Linked DNA regions of Sus scrofa: region 2 is linked to region 1. Evidence: chromatin contacts called from public Hi-C data. All regions are on one chromosome and are shown on one strand. The core of a region is the stretch at or near the end of the contact, and the rest is flanking DNA. Distances in the headings are between cores, read along the strand shown.

The links. Hi-C and Micro-C count contacts between places; a contact is called where the count stands out from the background.
Region 2: a Hi-C map of heart right ventricle shows a contact between it and region 1, with 8 times the contacts expected there. The contact joins the enhancer-like site here to the promoter of KIF26B in region 1. A contact is called at or near these places in 4 of 47 Hi-C or Micro-C datasets (embryonic fibroblasts, fetal heart ventricle, heart right ventricle and 1 more).

The regions. Positions count from the first base shown.
Region 1 is chr10:17,705,093-17,711,944 of Sscrofa11.1, reverse strand. It overlaps KIF26B (kinesin-like protein KIF26B), which reads right to left and starts at 3,580. Exons shown (of 16, transcript XM_021064466.1): 1 at 3,421-3,580; 2 at 440-2,770. The coding sequence starts at 502.
Region 2 is chr10:18,777,170-18,783,570 of Sscrofa11.1, reverse strand. All of the region lies in intron 5 of SMYD3 (SET and MYND domain containing 3), which reads left to right. Among named protein-coding and RNA genes, the nearest start is that of SMYD3, 240 kb to the left of the region's middle. Within about 2 kb of position 4,035, at least 1 of the 83 cell types and tissues checked has an H3K27ac peak or open chromatin away from gene starts, as enhancers often do.

The DNA of each region.
Region 1 (6,852 bases), core at 2,331-4,830:
TGGGGTAGGGATCAGTGGGGGTGGGGGGTGACTTCTGGATTTGTATTCATTCAGGATACAGCCCTCCTGATCCTGAAGGTAAAATGAAAGGTTCTCCTGGCTCCGGGAAAACGATCCCTAAGAACGACAGAGAATTCATGCAAAACCCTCTCATTCAGCTTAACTCTCCTTGGACGTGCAGGAATGCTGCAAAAGTTAGGGATGTGGGAAAGGGAAAGAACGAGAAGGCTGCAAAAATTCCGAGGGCAAGGGGAGCATGCCGGCGTCCTCGCGGGCAGACCCGCCTCCGCGTGCACGCCGGGAGGGCCGGGCCGAGGCGCCTCTGCAGCGGGAGGAGAGCCCCCGACCGCCCTGCCCCGGCCGCTCGTCACCCAGGAAGGGGGACTCGGGCTGGGATGAGGCAGATAACGCGTCTCCGCCTTATACCGTCAAAACTTACCCCGTATTTCTTGCCCCTGGTGGAGACTGCAAGCCTCTCTTTATTCCCAGCTACCGAATTCATGGTGGCTTTTCCAGAAGCGAGGGTCTAAATGTTCCACCAACGCTACATCCAAAAGGTCTTCCAACCCAGAAGGGTGCCCAGTCGTCGGGGTCTGTCTCTTGGCCCTCGAGTCAAGATTTCTTGGGGGCGGGGAGGGATAAAAGCAGAGGGACCCCAGAAGTAACAACACTAATTTGCAGAAGGGTTGGAGTGCCTGGTTTATTCTTCTCTTCAAATAATGCTCTTCCTCCTCTTCTGCCTCCTCCGGTCTCACACGTTGTCTTTTCACGGTCACATCCAGATAACTGGCATTTTCCTTAGCCTAGTGAGTCCTTTTCCTCCACGACGGAAAAGAAGAGCACAATCGGGGCACACAGCAGCTGCACAGGAGATGGGCGAGCCCCCGTCTCGCCTTCGCGGGCGAGCAGGCTATGGGAACTTGTCTCCTTCGCGGAGCTTGGTAACTGAGTTCAAAGAAATTCTCCCAAAATATAAAGATCCAGATGGGGAGGAGCCTCGGCGCGTCCAGGAGCCAATATCCGCCGGCTCGTTTTGCCTGACAGTTGCGCGAGGGCAGAGAGGGGCGCGGCGTGGCCCGGCTGCCGTCCGTGGTCAGCGAGCGCGTGTGCGCCGGGGCGCAGCGCGGAGACTCACCAACAGCGGCCCCGCCGGGGAGCCAGCCGCCTGGCTGCCGCCGCCACGCCGGCCGGGATCCATTTTATGCTGCGGCGCTCCTGCCTGACATTGCGAGGCGAAGAGCCGGGGGAGGAGGGGTTGTAAATCTTGCCGGCTGGGGGGGAAGTTGCTGGTGAGCCGGGGTCCAGGGCTCTAATGAAACAGTACTGCATGGAGCTGGGGGCAGCGCAGAGCGAGCGCGACGGGACAGAAATGCACCCGAGCCTCCCCGCCCCCAAGTTCTTTCTCTTCCTGGCAAGGCTTGCAGTTCTGCCTTTGAAACGCCGTGCAAGAGGGATTGAGTCACAAACAAGTCCACAAATATGCCGGGTCCTCCCCCCGCCCTTTGTTCTCCTAGACCTGCCCTGCAAACCTTTTCTGGAATTGCCCTACCAAGCCCGGCCGGCCAGGGGACCACCCTCCCAAGTGCAGCGGGAAAATGGGGCCTTCGCCCCCCGCCCGCTCGCGCCCCCGGTGTGCGCGTGCCTGGCCAGCCGCCCAGGGCTGGGATGCGCGAGCCCGGGGTGCAAGCGGGCTGCTGCTGGCCAGGGAAACTGAGGGACTAGCCACGCTGCACACGCGCAGCACGGACGGCGCGGGCCTGAAAGGGGGTGTGAGCGAGCTGGCCTTGGCCTCGCCTTGGCCCCGGGGTCCGCTCGGCCCTCCTCTTCTCGTCTTCCAGCGCGCAGGGGCCGGGAGCACACGGTCGTAGCCCTCCTCGGTCCCTCCTTGGCCCCCGGCGCAGCGCCCCGAGCGCAAGAAGCCAGCATACGCCGGGCTCCACATAGAGCTGCTCCAGGGTGTCATTTTTCATCCCTGGAGGACATTTCTTCTGGTGAGCCGGCAGGTCTGTTTTGTTGTGACCTTTAATTAACACCCCGCGAGACGCCTCTTGAAGCACGGCCGGGTGTGGGGATCACGTGAGGTGTAATGGCATCTCTGCGCCGGCGAGGGACCAGGCCGAGGGGGTAGGCGAGGGCGCAAAGGATGCTTGGGGTTTTCCACTCTCCAGTTTCCCTCTGAGGTATGGAGGGGACCGGAAGACAACATTCTAGGGTGCTGGATCCCTGGGGCAACGCCCCCGACAGCTTGCCTTTCTCAGGAAAATTCCTTCCTTGCTTCCCCCGCGCTGACACCTAGCCACCCCTCCCTCTGCAGCCCTTGCGTGGGAATATTTCACAGCCACCAAGGCGAAGCAAGAAGGTCAAAACATAGATGTCGATAATAGTGTGGAAGTTCCCATTACGTTCCTAGTTCCTATTTAAAAGTGATCATATCAAGAGCAGACCTGAGGGGCCAGGTGCACCTCTGAGCAGCGTTCCCCACCTCTGAATTCCGCCGAGGTGCCGCGGAAAATAGCACAGCCATTAGCTCCGCGCTGCTCATCTGCAGAAAAGCAGCGTGTGTGCCAGGTGAAATGGACGCGCCAGTGAAGCCCCCCCCCCGGGGGGGGGGCACGTGAGGTGTCGAGAGCATAGGGGAGCTGCGAGATTCACCTTGGAGACCGAGAAGGCCAGAGGTGGTCTGATTTGCATCCCAAAGTAGCTGGGGCTCCGAAGGGTGTTTGGTGAGCTCGGAGCGCCCTCTGTTGATCGAAGTTGACAATCGGAGGCCCTGCAAGAGGGTTTGATTTGAGGTTTTTTAAGAATGGACGTAAAATTGTATACCCAAAATCCGTGAAATGCACGAATTTTAGGTATACAATTGTATTCATTTTGACAAATGTACGCTCCCAAGTAAGCCACCACTTCAATCAAGGTGTAGATTTCCATCGCTCCAGAAAGTTCTTTCCTGTCTTTTTCCAGGTGATCCCTGGCCCTCATACCCAACCACAGCTCAATCACCATAAATTAGTTTTGCCTGATCTTGAAGTTTTAATTGATAAAATCAGTGCAGTCTGTAGCCTTCTGTGTTTGAGGTTTTTGAGCTTCATGTTGCTGCGAGTACGGATCTGTTTACTGTGTACTGAGTTTTCGTTCCTCTGTGATTTCATCCTTCTGTTGGCCTTTTAGCTTTAAGGATTATAATATGCATCTTTAACTTATCATGGGCCACTTAGGGTTAACTTTGTGCCGCTTTACCTAAAATGTAATAACCCTGCAACTGTATAATTTCGCCTCCCTCCTTTGTGCTACTATTTTGATATACTTCATAATCTACAAACACTATAAAACCCAGAATACAATCCTGCCAATTTTACTTTTAAAAATATGTTTTTAGTGAAACTGGAATGTTTTAAATGTGTAAGGTTTTTTTATACTTACCTAATTTTACCATTTAAGGGACTTTTCATTATTTTCCTATAGAGCCAACTTTCCAAGTGAGTCATTTCCTTTCCGACTGAAAAACTTCCTTTAGCATTTCTTGTACTGAGGGGCTCCTGGCAACAGATTCTCTCAGCTTCTGCTTATCTGAAAATGTCTTAATGTCACCTTTGTGTTTGAAGAATAGTTTAACTGGATGTCGAATTCTTGGTTGACAGTTGTTTTTCTTTCCACCCTTTAAAGATGTCACTCATTGGAGTTCCCATTGTGGCTCAGCAATAACACACCAGACTAGTATCCATGAGGATGTGGGTTTGATCCCTTGCCCCGTCAGTAGGTTAAGGATCTGGCATTGCTGTGAGCTGCAGTGTAGGTCACAGACATGGCTTGGATCTGGCATTGCCAGGGCGGAGATGTAGGCCGGCAGCCACAGCTCCAGTTCGACCCTTAGTCTAGAAACTTCCATATGCCATGGGTGTGACCCTAAAAAGCAAAAAAAAAAAAAGGAAAGAAAGAAAAGAAAAGATGTCACTCTTTGACTTCTGGCCTTCCTTGCTTCTGATTAGAGGGCAAAATTAATTCTCAGGGGAAATCCCTCTTTACGATGGGTCCTTTTTCTCCGGATGCTTTGAGGATCTTTCTCTTTGCCATTGGTTTTCAGCAATTTGGCTATGATGCTCCTGGATGTGGTTCTCTTATGTTTTTATCCTGCTTGTGGTTTGAATTCTAGGACCTGTGGCTTGATCTTAAGTTTTTCACCAACTTTGAGGAAATTACAGCCATGATTTATTCAATTTTTTTCCCCTGCTCCATTCTCACTTTCTGGGACTCTAATTACATGCATATTTTTATGCTCTTTGAATTATCCCATAAGTTACTGAGGCTCTGTTAATTATTTCGATCTTTGCCCCTTTATTCTTCAGATTGCACTGATCCTTTATTAATTTCACTGACCTTTAGTTCTGCTGTCTCCAGTCTCCATCAAGCCTTTCCAATAAATTCATTCAGATAGCATACGATAGTGTACTTTTCTCTCACTATATATATATACACACACACACACGTATTTATATATTTTACCATTTTTCTGTTTCTTTTTCCTTTCAATCAGTGAACACAGTTATAATGACAGCTTTAAATTTCTTGTCTGCACATTCCAACATCTGACTCATCTGGAGGTCACTTTCTACTAACTGATTTTTCTCTTGATTGGGAATCACATCTTTCTGTTTCTTATCATATCCAGTAAATGTTACCTACATGCTAAATACTGTGGATATTACATCATAGAGACACTAGATTCTGTTCTCTTCTTTTGAAGAGTATTGATTTTGTTCCAGCAGGCAGTGAAGTTAGTTTTGGGTCACCTTAAACTTGCAGAGGCTTGGCTTTATGCTTTGTTAGAGCAGTTCTATTTATGTTTTTCCCTTAGATCTCAGAAAAAAATTCCTTAGTCCTGGAACTTGTTCTTTATCCCTAAAGTATGGGCCTTCTGGATTTTCAATGACAAGTCTGAAATGTTTGCCAGGCCCCTCTAACTTAGAACTTAAAATTCTAAGCTCTGCTCCCCTATAGGAATAGCAGCTGAAATCTCTGCTCAAGTCTTTCACTTCTAAATACTCTTACCCCAGGACTTTGTGTTCCATGTATGCAAAATCCAAAAGTATAAGCCTATGATTTGAGGGAAATTGAACATGGATATTAGGGCTGCCTCATGCTGGCTCTCTCCTTTCCAGGGTTTTTCTCCTCCCTTTCCAGCTACAGCCCTGAACTCTACCATGTAATGCCTCAAACCAGTAAGTTTTCATCTTGAATTATAGCCAGCATGCCCAGCGGACTGGAAAAAAACATGTCGGGAGTTCCCATCATGGCTCAGTGGTAATGAACCTGACTCATATCCATGAGGACATGGTTTGATCCCTGGCCTTCCTCAGTGGGTTAAGGATCCAGTGGTGCCATGATCTCTGGTGTAGGTCATAGATGCAGCTCAAACCTGGTGTGGCTGTGGCTGTGACTGACAGAGGCAGCTTTTATTTGACCCCTAGCCTGAGAACTTCCATATGTGACCCTGAAAAGAAAAAAAAAAAGTGAAAAAAACCCATGTCACTCCTTTCAAGGACTGAAAAATCCTTGACTCCCTGCTAGTCTCTGCCTATTTTGGCCACTCTCCAACAACTTTAAATAGGTTTGTGTTATTGTTGTCGCCAAGCTTGTAATTGTTTTCTTTGGCAAATTTAATTGTATATAAAGCACCCCATAATTTTAGCTTTATGGTGGCTTTTTCAAGGTAAGCTTAGGTTTTTAGAATTCTTGGTATCTCAAGGGTTTTTATTCTGTAAGTTAGTAGCCTAAAGAGTTAGTCTTTAAAGAAATGAGCCATAATTTGATCTTCTAACTGAAGTTTTCTAACAATGCAGCCCAACCCTTCATTGATAGATAGAAATCAGTTCAGTTCCAGACCACTGCAATAAAGCAAATATCACAATAAAGTGAGTCACAGGAATATTTTGGTTTCTCAATGCATATGAAAGTTATGTTTACACCATAGTCTATGAAGTGTGCAGTAGCATCATGTCTAAAATACGTACATTTCTTACTTCAGAAATACTTTATTGTGGAGTTCTCTGGTGGCTCAGTGGGTTAAGGATCTGGCATTGTCACTGCTATGACAGAGGTTTAATCCCTGGCCTGGGAACTTCCACATGCCATGGGCAGAGCCAAAAAAGAAAAAAAAAATTTTTTTTTCTTTTTTGTCTTTTTTAGGGCCACACTCATGGCATATGGAGGTGCCCAGGCTAGGGATCTAATCTGAGCTGCAGCTGCCAGACTACACCACAGCCACAGCAATGCCAGATCCAAGCCACGTCTGCAACCTACATCACAGCTCACAGCAAGGCCGGATCCTTAACCCACTGAGTAAGGCCAGGGATCGAATTCGCAACCTCATGGTTCCTAGTTGGATTCATTTCTGCTGCGCCACGATGGGAACTCCAAAAAAAAAAAAATTCTTTATTGTAAAAAAAAATGCATCATCTGACAGCGCAAGGCTACACACCTTCAATATATGGCAAAATGCATTATAACTGAAACACAATAAAATGAAGTGTGCGTGTGTATTTCTCACATCTTCATATTTGAGGATGTTAATGGGATTATTTCAAGATTTAGACAAACTAAAAGAATGTGTGTGTGTGTATATATATATATGTACATACATACACACACATATTTACACACATACATGGGTCACTATGCTATAACAACAGAAATTGACATAACACTGTAAATCAACTGTAATTTAAAAACAAAACAAAAAACCCCACTCATTTTATGAATGAAAAAAATTCCATGCTAGCTTCCAAAGGTCCAGAGCATCTATAAGTAGCAATTTATTTACTCCATTGATATCCCTGGGTGAAAAACTCTCTCCCT
Region 2 (6,401 bases), core at 2,786-5,285, 1.1 Mb before region 1:
ATGTAAAGCCCAGCTTTTCTAGAGTGAGGATTCTGAGATCCTACTTCTTTGTTCAGATTGAGAATTGAAGGCAAAACTTTAGGAGAGATGTCATATGGGGTTGTAATAATGATAGTTAAAGATTATGCTTATTTAATACTTATGTTCCAGCTAGTAGGTTAAGCTCTTTGCATGGGGTCGCTTGGTTTTACAAAGGCAATCTTATTATATTTGATTTCGAAATGTAGGAGACTTGCCAACAATTACAGTTGTGGACCTTCTGTCTAAACCCAGAGCCTAGAAGTGTGACCCCTGCTTTATATTTTATGAGGGTTTACATGTTCCTACAGTAAACTTTACATTTTTACAGTGACCATTGCTGAATATAAGAACCCTGTTTCTTCTGTCTCATGTGTTACTGTATTAAGGAAAGTGCAGGAAGAGGGGGTTAAATTCCAGTCCCTCTTAAGGAATGGTTTTGATGGTTTGGTGTAGGGTGGAACAGCATAGGAAGTATTGACAACCTGGTGTTATTCTTGTTTGGGGACAGAGATTACACCCTAGGTTTTACCTTAAATTGTTAACAACCACAATAAACCAGATTTGTGTATAATATTTCTAGGCAGTTTTTGTTGCCTGTTAAGTTATTTTAGTCATGAATACATTTTTTTACCATTTCCCCCCATAACATATGTTGAAGCAGAAGTTTCATCTGCTAGAAGCAGTATTAAAAGTGCTTACATAACAATAACGGTGATATACAAGATCGTTTGTATCCAAACAAAGAAGTTTAACCACTGTACTTCATTTATCTTCATCTGTCTCTAAGTGGCAAGAAAAAAAGATGTTGAAAAATAAGGGGAGATAGGAAAAGAAAAATACATTACTTTCTTGAGGACGTAATCAGAGTTTTGAATCTCTGTATTGTATTTGTTTTCCTGCTTTCCTTTCTCCATTTCATGATTCTTTCTTCTTTTTTTTCTATGGTTTTCTTCTTTTCCCTTCTCTTAATAGGTTTTAGGTTCTAATAAAGTCCAGCACCTGTGATGTCATCATCTTCTGATGTTGGGGTCCTTTTCTCTTTGGTTTTTAACTGGATAGTGTTAAGCTGTTTTCCATAGCATTCTGTTTAACTCATGTCGTGGGAATTTCTCCTTTTCTTGCCATAGCATGAAGTATGGGTGTCTGTGTTCATGAATCTAAACTTCTTCCTCTTCTTTTTTTTCTCTACGACTTGCTCAGTGCTTAAGCACAAGTCATGCGCATAGTATGCATTGAGAAGCCATATATGTTCAGTATGACCTCATTCATATATGATACAGACATTTTTTGAGTACATACTACATGCCAAGTCCTGGGGATGTGCCAGATTCTGGGGATACAAAAATGACGAAAATATAATCGCCCGTGCTAAAGATGCACATTTCTTGTAGGGAAGAAATAATTTGTTTAAAAGAAAAACATCGTAGTGTTGTATACAGAGCTTTTCTCATCCATGAACTAAGCATAAGCATAAAAATACATATTTCAGGAGTTCCCGTCGTGGCTCAGTGGTTAACGAATCCGACTAGGAACCATGAGGTTGCGGGTTCGATCCCTGGCCTTGCTCAGTGGGTTAAGGATCCAGCGTTGCCCTGAGCTGTGGTGTAGGTTACAGGCGTGGCTCGGATCCCGCGTTGCTGTGGCTCCGGCGTAGGCTGGTGGCTACAGCTCCGATGAGACCCCTAGCCTGGGAACCTCCATATGCCGCGGGAGCGGCCCAAGAAATAGCAAAAAGACAAAAAAAAACGTATTTCATAGAGTTATCAAGTGAAGCGAATGCTCTACTGTCTGAAAAGCCCCTCGCCACAGCCGTGGGCACTAGGCAATCATTCATAAACGGCAGTCATTATTACCTATAAAGTATAATGTGTTCTTGAAGAAGGAGATAAAATTTTCTTGGGCTTGTTCAGTCAAGAATCCTAAGTTAATTGAGGCCCTTGATGCAGGCAAGGCTGTACCACCAACTCTTATCTTAGCCCTGCTTCCTTCTCACCTTTGTGGTATCCAATCACATGCTAGAATCTAATTCCCAGTTGTACCTTTTTAGTGACTGGTAAGAGTCTGTGAGTACCTGGAGGGCAGTGCCATATGTAATCCTAAGCATTTCTGTTTTTCTCTGTTCTTTCAGAAATCTGTAAATGTTTGTTGAGTGAATTTGTAGAATAAATCTATAGATTCTAGGAAACACTTCTATGGAATACTAGGGTGATTTTAGTAAAGTCTTTGCAAATAAGGTAGCCAGATTGAAGACAGCATCTTTCCATGGGCAGATGAATAGTCATCTTTTTCCTATGTCTTTTTTTTTCTTTATTGGTTCACACCTGTGGCATATGGAGGTTCCCAGGCTAGGGAGTTGGAGCTGCTACTGCCCTGTATGACACAGCCACAGCAACACCAGATCTAAGCCACATTTTTGACCTACACCACAGCTCACGACAATGCCTTAACCCACTGATGGAGGCCAGGGATTGAACCTGCATCCTCATGGATACTAGTCGGGTTCGTTACCACTGAGCTACAATGGGAACTCTCTCCTATGTCATATTTTTGTTTTGGGAATCTGATCAAATGCAGTTTCATCTATAGGATGCAGTTGAGTGTTGTAGCATAGGATAAATGCACATACGGAAAAGATGAGGCCAGCAGGGGTCAGTTTAATACCAGTGTAAGTTGCGAGCACAGTACTTCTCACCTCTCTGTAAACTGGACTGAGAATGGAAACTGAAATGTACAGTCCAGATATAAGATTTTCAATTTCAAGCTATCGCAGAGAATTTCCAAAAATTTAGGTAGAACTATGTAACTATTTTTAATGAACGATAAAGACTTCTAGTGATAGAAGATAAGCTATGGACAGTAGGTGGCTTAGCTCTCTTTTTTCTCATATGCAGAATAGGACTTTTCAGCCAAAGTTATTTTTCCTCACTGGCTGTTTGGTGTTGACATGCGCTAGAAGAAGCTTGGAGATACCATGTGCATTCCTTTGGTCTTAGCTCCTTGGTAGGCTTTCTTACATAATATAGGCATAATTTATGCCTATTGTTTGGCTGGCTGGCTATAAAGATAAACCAGCCCTAGTCATAACTTGTATTTGAAATGTCAGTATTTCGTGGAGTTAAATTTATAATAAGAAATTTTACATGAAATGATTACTTTTGGACACTAAACTTCAAGTCAAATAACAAAGGAATATATAATTAATATCATTTTATATATATAATTATGTTATAACATAATTATAATTAGATATTTTAGTATATAAAATATAGTAAAATAATTAAATATTTTTATATTTTAGTAATCATTATAATTATAATTATTTATATTATGTTATAATTATGTTATAACAATTATAATTATATATTTTAGTATACAACATAAAGTAATTATATGTTTTATATTTTAGTAATAATTCAATTATATATTTTAGTATATATACTATATTATATATACATATAAATATACTTAATATATTTATATATTTGTCAAATATATTTTATATAATTATATAATTTCAGTGGTATAATATAGAAATATTATAAATTATTAATGTTAATTATATGAGTATATATTAATTAATATACATACATATTAGCTGAAGGATTTGAATGGCCTTATCTTTGCCACCTAGATACATGAGGTTGACATTTATAAGACTAGGCTCTCAAATGCTGGGAATACAGTATGTGCTAAAACTCAGCCCTGCCTGCTATTCTTAGTTACTGAGAATAAGTACTCTTATCAGACAGAATAGTTGTTTTCTTGGTGTCTTAGTCCACTTTTTCGTAAGGGGGTAGCTCTTTGTTACTATAGTTGTTGAACCAAGTATTTTTGTGTTAAGACTGAAGAATGGTAGACTGTTAGACCTGGAAAACACCTGAAGGGTCATAGCCTTCATTTAATGTGGTTTATTTATGTATCTATTTAATCTGGTGTTACCGTGTGCTGTGGTGTAGGTCACACATGTGGCCTGGACCTGGTGTTGCTGTGGCTGTGGCTGTGGTGGCAGTCGTAGCTCACAGCATATGGGAGCTCCCAGGCTAAGGGTCAGATAGGAGTGATAGCCACCAGCCTACACCACAGCTCACAGCAACCCCGGATCCTTAACCCACTGAGCGAGGCCAGGGATGGAACCTGCATTCTTGTGGACACTAGTCAGATTCATTTCCTCTGCGCCACGAGGAAACTCCAGTAGCCTCTGTTTTATACAAGGCTATAAGATGCATCATGGGCAGGACTGTTGCCGGCAGAGCAGTTCAGACTTTTTATATTGTTCTTTTTCCATGATACCACACCATCTTGTTTCTCTCCATACTGTGGGTTTGCTTGTTCACTATTCTGCATATTTGGGTTTAATGCTAAATATATTATCAAAATTAGAGAGCCTGCCTTTTCTTGTACTCTCTTTCTTCGGTCGTGGACTAGAATCCCATGCCCGAGTTTCCATTGTGGCCCAGTGGTAACAAACCTGATTAGGATCCATGAGGATGTAGGTTCGATCTCTGGCCTTGCTCAGTGGGTTAAGGATCTGGTGTTACCGTGTGGTGTGGTGTAGGTCACACATGCGGCCTGGACCTGGTGTTGCTGTGGCTGTGGCTGTGGTGGCAGTCATAGCTCCGATTCAGCCCTAACCTGGGAACTTCCATATGCTGCAAGTGTGGCCCTAAAAAGCAAAAAAAGAAAGAAAGAAAGAAAGAAACAAAAGAAAAAAAAGAACCTCCTGTTCATAAGGACTGGTCACAGTGGTCTAGACAGCAGGCAGGTCACAGCAATCTCCCATCCTGGCTTTCATGGCTCCCATAGGATTGTCTTGAGCCATGTCCACTAGGGCCACTTAGAGCCACAAGAGTATAGTTCTCCCCAGAAGGGACCAGGGCACCACCTGAAAGTCCAGTAGGTAACACGCTGCCTGCGGTGCTCATAGGGACGGTTGTGAGGTCTGTGATGCATCTGTGGTTACACTTTAGGGCTTGGAGATGAAGGGCTGGTGCGGTGTGAGCAAGGGAACCCAGGGCAGCAGTACTCATTGAATTACCAAGGGGCTCTGTGGTTTGGACAGCAGGCAGGTGGCTCTGCCTCACACTTGTGTCTCAAACAGGCTATTTTCTTGGCTGCATTAAGTTTTTTCTTTTTAAGCATTGAAGTATTTCCTTTTCTGTCTATATGGGTTTTCTGTTGTGTGATAGATTGCCACCAACTTAGTGGCTTAAAACAATACGTACTTATTTTACAGTTCTCTGAGTCCAATAGCTGTTTTCAGTTTCGCATCTGGGCGTGTAACAATTCCTGACTTTTCTAGAAAGAACACAGTTGTATAACATGAAACACTGATGTGAGCATATGGACATTCAAAGCCAGTATTCAGGGCTCTTGCTTCAAACCACTATGCACATGATTATTTCTTGTTTTATTTATTTATTGCCATTTTCTTGGGCCGCTCCCACGGCATATGGGGGTTCCCAAGCTAGGGGTCGAATCAGAGCTGTAGCCGCCGGCCTATGCCAGAGCCACAGCAACGCTGGATCCAAGCCACCACAGCTCATGGCAACACCGGATCGTTAACCCACTGAGCAAGGGCAGGGATCGAACCCGCAACCTCGTGGTTCCTAGTCGGATTTGTTAACCACTGAGCCATGACGGGAACTCCTATTTCTTGTTTCTTGTTTCTAAATTACTGCATATAATTGAAAGCAATACAGTAACATTTTAAAAATTCTACAACTCAGGATTTTCACTGATTCAGGCTGGGAGTTCTTCTGTCCAGGCAAGATTCATCGAGATTTTATTGACTAGCCATAATCCCTGTGGAATAAAATCCCTCGCCATAGATATAGGCAGCCTGAGAGCCAATCACACGTCATGAGAACATGACCTAAAGCATCTCTGACAGAACAGAGAGCCAGTAGCTTCTGTCTCAGCCCTTCTCCCCTGCTCTCTGCTTATATCAGGATTCAATTTTACAAGTAATGTATTAGAAATGTTAAGCCAACCCCAATAGTGTCATTTAAGAATAACACTTGACACAGTAAATGCAAGAGTCATACAGTCGTATGGGAGAAAAATGCGAATTTATAAATTAGATCTAGATTCTAATTCTGGCTCCATCCCTTGTCCCAATTATTTAATTTATGAACCTCAGTTTCCTGATGTAGAAAGTGAGAATGTAATATCACCATTACAATATTAAACTATTCTATTTTTTGGAGGGGGAGCTATCCTGCGGCATGTGGAGTTCCCAGGCCAGGGATCAGATCCAAGCTGCAGTTGTAACCTATGCTGCAGCTTTGGCAACACTGGATCCTTTAACCCACTGTGCTGGGCTGGGAATTGAACCTGTGTCCTGGCGCTACAGAGACGCCACTGATCCCATTGCACCACAT